Linked DNA regions of Sus scrofa: region 2 is linked to region 1. Evidence: chromatin contacts called from public Hi-C data. All regions are on one chromosome and are shown on one strand. Each heading gives the region's core, a stretch centred on a gene start, on an enhancer-like site or on the middle of the called end of the contact. The rest is flanking DNA. Distances are from core to core; before and after follow the strand shown.

The links. A called contact is a pair of places that touch in the nucleus more often than the background predicts.
Region 2: a Hi-C map of liver shows a contact between it and region 1, with 3 times the contacts expected there. The contact joins the promoter of WEE1 here to the promoter of SWAP70 in region 1. A contact is called at or near these places in 1 of 5 promoter capture datasets (liver), 5 of 47 Hi-C or Micro-C datasets (embryonic fibroblasts, heart right ventricle, liver and 1 more) and 1 of 2 datasets of contacts at active chromatin or transcription factors (alveolar macrophages).

The regions. Positions count from the first base shown.
Region 1 is chr2:49,801,436-49,808,329 of Sscrofa11.1, forward strand. It overlaps SWAP70 (switch-associated protein 70), which reads right to left and starts at 3,827. Exons shown (of 12, transcript XM_003122981.6): 1 at 3,276-3,827. The coding sequence starts at 3,374. LOC106509419 (a long non-coding RNA gene) reads left to right here and starts at 1,817. Exons shown (of 3, transcript XR_002341577.1): 1 at 1,817-2,883.
Region 2 is chr2:49,890,418-49,897,311 of Sscrofa11.1, forward strand. WEE1 (wee1-like protein kinase) reads right to left here and starts at 4,092. Exons shown (of 11, transcript XM_003122982.4): 1 at 3,234-4,092; 2 at 1,592-1,797; 3 at 1,064-1,127; 4 at 714-886; 5 at 122-243. The coding sequence starts at 3,809.

The DNA.
Region 1 (6,894 bases), core at 2,577-5,076:
GGGACAGAGAAAAAGAGAAACAGACAGAGAGAGGGACTTCTCTAATGGTTACCTATTCTTTTAGTTTACCTACCAAAATTTAAACCATTTAAAGGCAAAAATTTGTGTTTCCCCCCCATCCTCACTACCAAATCTGCCTTAAAATTAGGCATAGTGTCTAACACATGAAGAGTCACCACTCACTGCGTCAAAAATTATGAAGGAAACTTAAAAAAGACAAGTGTCAAGAGTATTTTAGAATATCCATATAGTTTTACAAAATGCTGGGGTTTTTTTCTTTTTGGCCATACCCGCAGAAGTTCTGGGTCCAGGGATCGAACCACCCCACAACAGTGACCCATGCTGCTACAGTGACAATGCCAGATTCTTAACCCACTGGGCCACCAGGGGAACTCCCCAAAGCAACAATTCTTTTTCTTTCTTTCTTTTTTTTTTTTTTTTAATTTTCTTTTTAGGCCCACACCCGTGACATCTGGAAGTTCCCAGGCTAGGGGCTGAATAAGAGCTGCAGCTGCCGACCTAAACCAGAGCCAGAGCAATGCTATATCCGAGCTGCACCTGTGACCTACACCTCAGCTCATGGCATTGCCGGATCCTTAACCCACTGAATGAGGCCAGGGATCAAACCCACATCCTCATGAATATTAGTTGGGTTCATTACCTGCTGAGCCGCAATGAGAATTCCCCCCAAAGCAACAAATTATAACGTCATTTTGGATATGTAATTTTTAGTTAGCTATTTAATAAATCAGTTATATGATATATTCTCCAAAGAGATATTAACTCTCAAGAGTCTAAAAAATACTAATCTTTTGATAAAATTGCATAGTACCTCACACAGAGCAGACACAAAAGTTTATTTGTGAACAAACGAGTGAATGAACAAATTAAGGCAAAAACTCCACTCCTAGCCAATGGTCAAGGAACACAGACCTTTAGAGACAAAACTCCAAAAAGGAGAGAAGTAAATAGAAACTTTTTAATATTTCCAATTCCAGAAATACTGGCAAGATAACCCGAACTGAACTCCAAATCTCTCAGTTAAGCAGACACAGACACAAAACACAACTGCACACTTGCATTATTAATATCTTGTGGGTAAAAGCTATGGATGGGAGTTTAAATACTTCCTCCCAAACCTGCAGTAAAGAATTCTCTGGACACTTTTTCTATATATAGCCACAAAGATGACCTGTACAACAAAAGTAATAGGAAACATTTCGTTTATGTCATTAATTGGAGGAGGAAAAAAATAAAAAAATAGACAAAATAAACAGAAACCAAATAGTAAAACAGTAGCCTTAACCACAGCAATAATTAGATGCAATTGGTCTAAAACAAACCAATTAAAAGACAGATTGTCAGAATTAATTAAAAAAATAAGACCCAAGCAGGGAGGGGGGCTCTGCTGCTTTCACCACCTTGGACTGTGTGATCTTGGGCTGCTTGTTTAACATCTCTGAGCCAAGGTTAATAAATGAAATATTATTTGTGAAAGGTCAGGGTCTTGCAAGACCTTGAGGGGCTTTGGGTGGAACAAGACCCAAATACATGCCATCTACAAGAAACTGACTTTAAACACAGTAGTATAGGTCAATCAAAAGTAAAAACAGTAAAGAGTAAAATGCAACTCTATTCATAATCATCAAAAACTGGAAACACAAATGTTTTTCAAGGGTGAATGGATTAAATATGGCACATTCAAATTGACTACTGCTTCACAATAAAAAGAATTATTGATACACACAACATAGGTGACTCCTAAAGCACTGGGCTGAGTAAAAGAAGCCAGTGTCAAAAGATTACATTGTGTATGCCTCCATTTCAATAACATCCTGGAAAGGACAAAACTACAGCAATCAAGAAGAGGTCACTGATCTGGCATTGCTATAGCTATGGCATAGGTCAAAGCTGCAGCTTAGACTGAATCCCTAGCCTGGGAACTTTCATATGCTCCAGGTTTGGCCACTGGGGGAAAAAAAAAAAAGAACAGAGCATTGATTTTCAGCAGTTGAGGAAGAGGGGGCAGCATGAGGAACTTTAGGGGATGATGGAGCTGATGGAACCCTGATTTGGCAGTAGTTATACAAATCCATATATGTTAAAATTCATGGAACCATCCACCAAGTCAACTTTATGTTGATTTAAAAAAAAAATAAGTCAAATGAAGATTAAGTGGATGATCTCCATGCATCCTTCCAGACTATGATTTTATGAATGAGAAAAAGAGAGGAGAGTGAAAGACAGGCAGAATGCTAAATCCTACCGCCATAAAAGCCACTAGTCATAAGAACCTCCTGATTACTGCACAAAATAAAGCAAATTCAATCCTCAGAAATTCACTCCCAGAAGAGGCTAAGAAAACCAGACATTCAGATCCAAAATGTGTATATTTAAAAATGCCTATGAATGGCTCTACTTGTCCGTTTCCATATTTTACACTTTCAAGAAGGTGCCAATTTCTCCTGGCTAAGTGCCGATTGCCCTGCTTGGGGTTACTCAACTTACAAGCATTTCTTTATTTATACCTTATACTCTCACTTAACGATAAGGTCCCTTTGGCAATCACAGTAAAGGCTCTACAAAAGCAGTTGCTTTTGCAGGGTGCTGAACGGATCAGAGCTCCTCACCCGGAACTAGGGTCCCTGAGGGACGCGACACACCCTTCACTCGTTCCAGACATGAGGACGCTAGGTCTTCCTCATTAATCAGAAAGCGTCCCCCACCGCCAACGCGCCCCAAAAGAGGCGGCCGCTGGGGGCCGGGCTCTGGGGCACTTCTCCCTTCTCGGAACTGCGTGGCTGCCTGGGGTGCAGCTGACCAATTTGAGGACTGCCCCGGGGCGGAACGTGCGCCTTCGAAGGTTCTGCACGGACTCCTTGGGTAAGTCCCTTCTTCTCCCAGAGTAAGAAGAAAACTCTGGATGGGTGTCCTAAGGGAGCTTCCCACCGCCCTGAGTCTGAAACTTTCCGGGCCTCCCGCTCCAAAAGGCAGCCCGGCTCGCGCCTCAGAGCCCTCACCCCCGCAGTGCCTTGCTCATGGGGAGCCCTGAAAGGACTAAGGCACCGGCTGGAGCGCACAGCACGAAAGCCAGGAGGGACGCAAAAAAAAAAAAGTCAAATCCTGGTCTCTTCTCCCTCCACCTCGAGCAGGCCACTCGGCCGCATTCCGGCCTGCCACTCCCTGTGGTCACGCCAGCCTGTCGGCTTCCACCCGGGGGTAGTGGAGCGCGTCGGGCAGGGGCGCATGGGGGACAGGAGGGGGGCGGCACCCACCTTGAGTTGGGACTTGGAAACCTTGCCACTGTGGTCCAGGTCGAGTGCGGTGAAAGCGTGCCAGATGGCCTTGAGCAGCTCGTCCTTCAAAACCCCCATGGCCAAGATCCTGCAATCCCGGCTGCCGCAACTGCCCCGCCAGCCACTTAGTGCGTCTGACGCCCCTTGGCCTCTGCCGCCACCGCCCGCCGCGCAGTCACCTGACCGTGGCAGGCCTCGCCCCCGCCAGGCTCCGCCCTCTGGGCGCCCGCGGGGAATAGCGCTTCGCAGTGTGAGCTCGGGGTCCGGTGCTCTACCTATCCCTGAACCCTGGGAACGCCTGGCCTTCTTTCCCAGCCCGGACGGCAAACGCCACTATGCAACCCTTCAGGGTTCCCAAGACCAGATCGGGCCATTTTCGGAGCTTGCATGCTCCCCAACAAGAGCTCTTACCCCGAGGAAAAATATGAGTCGGGGTAAGCAGCTTCCTAGGCTTCAGCCGGCTTCCAGAAGTGACAAAGAGAGCCCTGGGCCCTCCCCGGATACGGAGTCACTGTCTGAGAAGACCAGACAAGAACCCCAGAAGCCCCCAGAGAAGGGCTCAAATGCAAGCACAGCCTCTAGTGGGAGGGGAGGGAGGAGGGGAAGCAGGGAAGGGCCTCGAGGGAAGTTGGTTCATTAGTTTCGCAAACATTTCATGATGCCTACTGTGTAGTGGACTCCGGTGACAAAGACAAGGTTTAAGGTGGGTTTAGAAGTCAGAGGGTCAGGCAACCTGTTCTTCGTAACCCTCAGCTGTTGAGGGTCTGTTGACAATTTAAGAAGGGTTTGACGTGGATAGTGCTGCTCTTTCCTGGTGTTTTTCTGTGCTTGCATAATAGCAGATCTGGAAGGACCCCAGGAAATCACTCCACCCATCTTACTAATCAGAATGGGTGAACCTTTTAAAAGAGCCTATCTATGCCTAGAAGAGCATCCTCCTCGTTTTAATGTTCACTTAAATACCTGTTAACAATGATCGCTTGAGCTCTTTAGGCTTCAAATTCTCCCTCCATGTATGAAATGAGCATGGTGCTTTAGATGTTCTGGAAGGTTTCTCCTAGGGCTCACATCCTAGGATAATAACTATTGCTGGCTGACTCCAGTCTGATTAAATCACCAGGCACAGTGCCTTGCATCTCCAATGCAAGACCAAATCTGGAAAAAATGGAGAGAAGAACAAATACGGAAAGTTTTCAAAACGGGCTGGTTCTCAGATGAATTTTGGTTTTGTTTTACTCTTTTATGTTCCTAAATGCACATATATGCACTATATTAAAAAGAAAAGAGCATCAAAAGGAAGAGTGATATGAAAAGAGCAGAAACGGAAGGAGCTGCTTCAGTGAGCTTGAGGCCAAGGGAACTTGATGGGGCAAAGAAAAAGGGTGACCCAGTTAAGGGGAAGGGGCAGATGCAAAGGGACATGGGTCTCTCACTGTGAGAGTCCTAGAGGCCCTTCCCACTTCACGATTTGTCAGGGCTTTTCTTGCTCTGCCAGAATCCAATTTCTATCATCGTTCTTCCCCAACACCAGCTCAAGTCTGCCAGTCAACAAAAACACATGATTTAACCTCTAATTTCTTCATGCCAGTTCAGCTTTTTCTGGGTAGTGACAAAAAAAGAAACCCTCCTAATTCTCAAGTTTCAGGTTAACCACTAGATGACACTCCTCCTTTTCTCTCAGTTTCTGGAAGGATCAAAAAGGTATTTCAAAGCTTTTTTTTTGGGGGGGGGGGAAGTGTCACATGACCAGTACATTGGGAACTTTCAAATTCCTGCTTCTTTCACAATGCCCATTCTCATAATCTGAGCAACTGTTAAAGCAAAATGATGGAAGGAAATGCTTTGAAACCTAACGGATTCTATCAATTATCTATTGCTGCATAACCAATTAACCCAAAATTTAGGAGCTGAAAAAAATAACATTATCTCATACTTTCTGTAGGTCCAGAATTTAAAAGCCTCTTAGCCATATGGTTCTGGCTTGAGAGCTCTTTAGAGGTTTCAATCCAGATATGGGTCTGTAGTCATCTGAAGGAGAGGCTGGTACTGTAGAAATCATTTGGAAAAGGCCTCCGCTCCTCCCTATATGAGTCTGCGCAAAGGCAACTTGGATGTTTTTATAACATGTCAGCTGGTTTTCCCAGAGCAAGTGGCCCAAGAAAGAGAAAAGGGAAAGCTACAATATCTTTTATGATCCTGCCTCAAAAGTCATTTATCATTATTTCTGCAATATTCTACTTATTACTCAGGTCAGCCCTATTTAAGGTAGGAGGGGAACTACAAAAGAGCAAGAATATCAGAAGGCAAGAATCACTAAGGGCCCATCTTGAAAGCTGGCTACCACACAGATGTAGGGCAGAATCCAAGCTCCAGCATTTGCTTACCTACGAGAAAATATGAGGCTTCGTTTCTTCCTCTGCAAAATAAGGATGCTAATATTTATCCTGCAAAACCGCTACGAGGCTTGAAAGAGGCAGTACTCTATATATGTGTCTCATATAGAGACACAGCATCATGGTACCTAGCAACTGCTGATAGTTGGTTCATACGGTGGTTTTGAGCTGTGTCAATTTAACTAAACTGAAATTCAGTTCCCCATATTTCCCTCCCCACTCTGCTTCCAGGATATGATTGGTCATAAGAGAAATTTGTGTAAGATTTGAAAAGAGTAAGTGAAGAAGCTGCTGTTGGGAGCTGAAGCTGCTGGATACCAGCTGTGGACTGTAAACTTATTACTGACCTGCTAGCACACTATTGGGGTAGAGCAGCAACTGGTCCCAGCTCCTCCAGCTCCCACTGCATCTCCTATTTCAGCTTCTCCTGCATCTCCTATTTCAGCTTTCCCAAGCCTCTGGGGCAAGGCACATTGGTAGTTCTGTGGAAAAGGCATCAACTTCTCCTGCAGACCACCCGCATCATCAACATGAGATATAACTATGGGTTGCATTTTGTCCCATAGGTTCCAGTTTGTCCTTGTGGATTCCAATTTATCCTCACTTTCCCCCAAGTCAACCCAAGTTGTCTTCCCGACTGCTAGACGTAATGACCTATCAGTTTCAGGCCTATTTCTGGATGCAGAGGCTAGAGCCTTCCATAGACTTTTCACCAGCTTTTCTTTGTATTTTATGGCTGCACCTGAAGCATATGGAAGTTCCCAGGCTAGGGGCCGAATCGGAGCTGAAGCTGCCTGCGTAAGCCACAGCCATGGCAACACCAGATCCAAGCTGTATCTGTGACCCACACTATAGCTTGCAGCAACGCTGCATCCTTAACCCTCTGAACAAGGCCAGAGATGGAACTGGCATCCTCATAGAGACAACATGGGGTCCTTAACCTGCTGAGCTACAACAGGAACTCCCACCAGCTTTCCTTTGTAATCCCTTGTTAGTGATTTTTCTGTTATCCTCTAGCCATCTCCTTCTAGACTTTTTCTTCCTAGCTTTTCCTGCAATTGTGTTGTATCTAATCCCTATGATAAATCCTGTATTCATTAGTGTTGTTGCTTCTCTGAGCAGCCCCTAACTGATATCGACATTTGTGAAGTTAGATACTGCTAAGAAAAAACATGTGCCACTGGCTTTGAACAAAGGGTAGCAGG
Region 2 (6,894 bases), core at 2,842-5,341, 89 kb after region 1:
AATTTACAAGAGTTATAAAAGACATAGAGCATTTGAGCAAGACTTTAGGTGACAATAAATATCTCTTCGGTATTCATTTTCTCCAGCTTACAAGTTTACAGGGAACCATTACATTACTCACCATTACAATATTCATTCTGTATAAGCATATGATCATCTTCTGCCCAGGCAGAGAAATATCGAACTACATGAGAATGTTGTCCAAGCACTGCATGAGCATATACTTCTCTCAAAGCGTTCTGCCTAGGAGAAATTTGAGATTAACAGGATGGTAAATCATTTTTATTCAAGACTAAACTGATTTAACTGATAATTCATAAAAGAATCTTGACTTCTGCATCTATCATTATGCCAAAGGATAACTTGCTTAAGACAGAGGAGGTTAAGACTCTACCAGATTTTTTCAGACTTCCATTAAGAAGACTCTGAGAAAGAAGGAACCTTCCTGGCCCTAGGATTCAGGAAAACTGAAACTCCCAATTTACTGTGAATTCATGGATGACACCAGAAATAAGAAACTTAAATTTGGCTCCAAAATCAAACTCTTTATATCTACAAGTCTAATAAGAACTAATGCACAAAATGGATCTGATTAAATCATTATAACTTCTCAAATGTTAGAGAATAAATTAAGTGCTTGACGACCTAAAACTTTAATATTTGTAACACCATACTGAACAAAAAAGCAAAAGACAAAAATATTTAACACATACTCGTCAACAGAGCCAGCCAATGGCTTTTTTGATCGCTTAATGGCATAAATGCATCCATCCAGCCTCTTCACACATTTAAAAACAGAACCAAATTCTCCAGAGCCAATCTTCTCTAGCTCATGAAATTCTGTTGTATACCGTGACTTCATATTGCTTTCAGTAATTGTAATTCTCTGTAATAAAAAATATATCCATGTGCACAAAAGCATGAAAATGATTTTTTTCACTGTGTGTGAAATTTAAAAATCATTGTATCTTGTTTTAATGCTTACTTAATATGCATATATGGTAGCTTGTTAAGAAGTAGAAAATCAAGTTTCAAAAACAATAAAAAGGAAAAAGCTATTTACTTTAGCAGGTCTGGTTTCATCTTCAAACTCATAATCACTGGCTTCCATGTCTTCACCACAGGAACTGAAAAATAATTATTTTTTCCATCAACCTATCTGATGAATATATCGACTAGAGATCCAAAACTATCTGATATAGTGAAATTAAATTTTAATAAATGAAAACAAAAGAAAGCATTTAATTCTGTAATCACAAGAATACAGCTCAGCTGATGTAAACGTTGTTCTTGCTAAGATACGCCAAGACCACTACACGTCAAAATTAAAGCCTTTCTAAGTCAACTCTCTGCCTGCCTCACTTTCACACCAGTAGATTTCTAGACTCTATCTAGGCTTTTTTATTCCTTTCTTTTCCACGTCACTCCTTTCCCACAGCTGATGACTTCCCACCATTCTCTCTTTAGAATCGCTGGTAGTAGAGAAGTGCATAAACTTCCAAGTCATTCAGTTGAAATTAAATTTTGATAAGTATACCAAACCAATCTTGGGTGGGTGAGGAACCAAACTGTTCAATAATAAATAACTTACTCGTTCCAGTATGTTCTCTTTCTTCTACGACACTGTCCTGAGGAATGAAGCAACACCGAATCTGGAGTAAAAGGATTAATATTCACTTGTGGAGTCTGTCGAACATCAAATTCCCTTTTTCCTGATTTTTCTGTATCCATGAATAGAGAACCACCACGGAGTTTAACAGAGTTGGAATCAATTCCTCGAGCTTTAGAGAGCAAACTCTAGGAGAGGAAAAAAAAATGTTTAGGACCCAAGTGCTACAGAGGCCTTCTCAACCTAACTTTCAAAACGCCTTTCACATGGCCGAATGTGTAGGTCAAAGCAACACACGAGCCTCTGTTATCTTTCAAGCAAAATAAACAGTGGTTAACTTAGGAGTTTGAAGCTCGATACTAACCACCTTTTCTGAAAAGGCCAAGTAAAATAGGTCTCTAACCCTAAAAAGAACATGAACGCAGACCAAAATTAAGTTCATTCTGGAGGCTAAAAGTTAACAAATCCTTTCAATCCATCTAAAAATGGAAAGCAGTCAGGGAGCCCCATAAAAGCTCCCCTCCCCCATCCAAGTAAGGCTTCGAGAGCCACCTCAATAGGACTCCTCCCCTCACTTCCAGAGGGATCTTGCCTTGGGCAAGTCGGCTAATAAACAGTAAGGCACAATAGCACACATCTTCCAGAGGTTTATGACTAACGGTACTGAAAGCTGACTCACTTAGGTACTTTTTCCACATCAATCTCATAAATGCCATACTTGTCTTAATTTCGGGAAGTGTCCGTTTTAAAACCTGCTGTTACTTTTACAGTTCTCACTTGTCAATAGCCAAACAGGTACTGAATACCTATTTCTTTAAGATACCTTATCGATCATAGGAAAGCCTGAGGGTCCAGGCAACAACACCAACGCTGGTTTTTAACAGTTGGATGTTCCTAATCAGGACACTTAGGGTAACCAAACTTGGGCAGTCCAAACTCGAGAGTATAAAGAAACGCTTACCCAATAAATATTCTGTCCGTAAGGAGGCTTAAAGGCTACCCTGAGTTATTTACGAGTCTTTAAGACTGTAAAGGCTTGAAAGCCAGCCTTTTCTCCCAAGTCGAAGTGCAGTCTCCCTCCGTATCTCAAACTTTCCCCCATAAGACCACCTGACACAAAACGATAAGCGCATGATTTTTTTTTTTTTTTCAACCGAACTCCTGCGTGCGCCGCCCAAATTACAGGACCGATCACTGCGTTTAAAAGGCACCAGATGGCTGCGGCGCTCGGGAGTGTCAGGTGGCCGGGCCAGCACCACTCGAGCATCCTTCCAAACCACGTTATCGGTGCTACACTCCCGGCTGCCGTGCTCGGGGCGGCCCCGACTGCGGGCGTTAAATCGTCAGCCACCTGGACGGCGCCGATCAGCCCTTTGAAAGATGAAGAAGTTCCAGACGAGGGCCATTGTTCAGTTACATAATCTTTAACGGACAACTGCTGGGCAGGGCCCCAAAGAGGGGCTGCCAACTTTTTTGTTGCGGCGCAGGAGAGAGAGCGGGGGTGCGGCCAGGCGGTTATGTAACTGAACCCGGGCAGCGCCGCGCTCGGCTCCCAGCGCCGCGGCCTTTTTAAAAGGCTGGGCCGGCAAGGGCTCGGGCTGCTCGGGCCGCCGCGTCCTCTCACCTTGGGGGTATGCGGCGTGTCGAAAAGCCGCAGCTTGCGGAAGGTCTTGTGCGGCGGGGTGCCCGGGTGGTCGGGCAGCGGCGAGCAGGGCCCCTCGGCCGCCCTGCGCGTCGCGCAGCCCCGCGGGGACGCATCCCCCGGGCCGCCACAGCGCACGGGCGAGAACGAGCTGCCCAGAAAGTAGGCGGCCGCCGGGGACTTGACCGGCGACGAAGAGCCGAAGCCCTCCTCCTCCCATGAGTCGCCCTCGGCCCCGCCGCCCGCCGCGTCGGCGCCGGAGCAGGCGCCCCGCAGCAGCAGGTCCTCCTCCAGCTCCCCGGGGCTGCCGGGGGCCGGGCCGGGCGAGCGGCGGCGCTCGGGCCCGGCCTCTGTGGGGCTCCGCGCAGGCGGCAGCGGCGAGTCGGGCTCCTGAAAGGCCGAGTCCTCCCCTGTGCTGTGGCCGCTGCCTTCTTCCTCCTCTTCTTCCTCCTCCTCCTCACAGTCGCTGCAGGGCGAGAAGATCAGTTTCTGCCGCAAGGTGCAGGAGGCCCCAGCGCGGCGGGGCGGCGGCGGCTGCTGCCGGCTCAGGAAGCTCATCGCGCCCCTAGGGCCGGGGCGAAGGACCGGAGAATCGGGGCCCGCGGAGTCCAGGACACTGCCGGCCCAGGGGGCGGGTCCGCCACGTGCGACTGGGCGCGCCTAGCGGCTTCGGCGGCGGGCCTGCGCGGCGGCGGCGGCGGCCTGCGGCTCCGGGACGCTCGGGACGGCGGATGGTGGGGGCGGCAGCGGCGCGAACTGTCCGGCAGCGGAGGGGCGGCCCGGGCGCCGAGGCTGGGGTCTCCGCAGGTCCAGCCACAGGTTCGGGCTCCGCGGCTTCCCGCGACCGTTAACCACGTGAGTGCCCAGCCCACCAATCCCCGCCCAGCTCAGGGTTTGAAAAAAATGGAGGGCGCGACGTACCCCGCGGGGGAGGGATCGGCTACGCGATTTTGGCGCGAACTCGCTGGCTCCGCCCACCCTGCTCGGCGCCCAGCCAGGCCTGGGCGGGCGTGGCGCCGCGGGCCTATGAGCGAGCGGGATCACTCGAGCCGCGGGTCCGGAGCCGCCCGGACCGGGCCAAGGTGGAGCCGAGGCCGCCCTCTGGGTGGGACCAAGGGTGAGGGCTTGGCTAGGCTGATCCCAGCGCGGCCCTGGACGCGTTCGCCGCCCGCAAGGCTTCCGCGAGTCTGGAATCGGACGGGCGGCGAGAGAGCGCCTCTGGGTCCCGGCAAGTCTGGGCGAGCGGGGGACTGCAGTGGCCCTCGGGCGCTGTCCCTGGATACCAACCTACTGCCCCGCGTCCCTTTGGTGCCGGCCCCTGAGGCAGTGTGGGCGTGGCTGTGGGAAGTCACGTTCCCGGGTCGAGGTCTCTCAGGACAGTTCTGAACTGTAAACAAATTGGTTAGGGGGACACCAAAGTCAGCAGGAAGGCGGACACTCGAGTTCTCCAGGCGAGGTCACCAGCTGCGGGGCAGCCTCTGAGCCTCAGCTTCCACCCCAGAGTGGCTGATAGGGTCCAGTGTGTCCATAGGGAGTTGAGCGCCCCCAGGCTGTGGTCCCCTCAGATGTCCCGGCTCCCGCAAATTGTCCACAGTAAATAAAGCCGCCCCAAGTTCGGCCGTAAGCACAAAACCGAGCGCCCACCACCAGGCCACGCTGTTTATATTTGTTTGCCAGCTCATGGGCAAGTGTTGGCAAAATAGAATGGCTCAGCTCGCTGCAAACTTCAAAGGGACTTGAGAAAATTTCTCTAGCACCACGTTAAATTGTGATTTACTCCATCCCTTACTGTCACACAGAGAAGATTCCAACAATCTTTTACTTGTCAATAACCCCATAAAGAATATTCTTCCTCCTTGCGTTTTTTTTTTTTTCCTGTGTTTTATTTTGCCGTTTTTATTCTTTAGGATTGCTGGGTCAAAGATATAAACTGCCACACCGCTCTTCAGAGAGAAAAAAATTACGTTCTCACTAGTATTGGCTTAGAATACACCCTTTGTGAATTCTGGACATCAGTGGATAACATTCGTTAACGTGGGTTTTTTTGTTTGTTTGTTTGTTTGTTTTTATGGCCACCACACCCACGGCATATGGAAGTTCAGGCGTCAAGGATTGAATCCCAGCCACAGCCAAGACAGTGGTGGCAAAGCTGATCCTTTAACCTACTGTGCCTGGTGGGGGATGGAACCTGCACCTCCTCCACAAGCAGAGCTGCTGAAGTCAGATTCTTCACCCACTGCGCCACTGCAGGACCTAATGTTTGTTAATGTAGTTTTGCTGTTTTGATTCATATCACTGGACGGTTTTCATGGGCCTAATAGCTGTTTACATTCATTTCTATGAATATTAACACGTGGACATATACATTATTCTAACACTTTTCAAAGGTAAAGTTCAAGCTGGATTTGTAATGGAAACACATTTTTTTTTCTCCCTTTTGGGCCACACCCTCAGCATTCTGGGCCAGGGATCAAACTGGGGCCACAGCAGCAACCCAAGCCGCTGCAGTGACAACGAGGGATTCTTAACCTGTCGTGCCGCAAGAGAGTTCTGGAAACACATTTTAGCACTTATCACATCGGGAATTCCCTGAGTTTATATAACTGAAGATGTAATGAAGGTTAAACAGCTGTCTCTCCAGTTAACGGATGTATAAATGTGTGGTCTTTTTTGTGTACTAATCCAAACTTAATTTTAAGCTCTTTGAAGACAGGAACTCTACCCTTTTGTATGTTTCAAGGAGAGGCATTCTCTGATCCATGCTGACCAAAGCCAAGGAGTGTTTTTTTTTTTCTTTTCTTTTTAGGGCCATACCCGCAGGATATGGAGGTTCCCAGGCCAGGGTTGAATTGGAGCTGTAGCTGCCGGCCTACACCACAGCCACAAAAAAACTCCACATCCGAGCCTCATCTGTGACCTACACCACAGCTCACGGCAATGCCAGATCTTAACTCGCTGAGTGAATTCAGGGATTGAATCCGCAACCTCATGGTTACTAGTCAAATTCGTTTCTGCAGCGCCACAACTCGAACTCCCAGGAGTGGTTTTTAGCACCTTCCCTCCAACACCTCCTCTCTCCTAATGAGAAATATAAATTCTTCAATATGAATAGTTGATATTTTCTCAATTTCACGTGAAGTGTAAATAAAAATAACTTTAGAAAACTTCTACTCTTTATTGATCTGTTAGCATGAGTTGTATCCAAAAATAGCGTGCTGGCAATTCCCATTGTGATGCAGTGGAAACCAATCTGACCAGTATCCATGAGGTTTCAGTTCCATCCCTAGCCTCTCTCAGTGGGTTGGAGATCTGGCATTGCCCTGACCTGTGGTGTAGGTCACAGCTTGGATCCTGGGTAGCTGTGGCTCCAATTCCACCCCTAGCCCGTGAACTTCCATATGCCGTGGATGCGGCCCTAGAAAAACAGGCAAAAATAAATAAATAAATAAAAATAGTGGGATTCCTAGGTAAGTGGGAACTTTAAAGCCGAGTATACACCTTTCCCCAACAAGATTTTTGCTCCTAAGCCCGCCTATATAGGAATTCTGCATCCCCCATTGCCTCCCCACCCTCCCTTTACTCTTTCGCACCATGCTGCTTTATTTCCTTAACAGGCTTATATCTACTTCAAAGTGTGTTGATT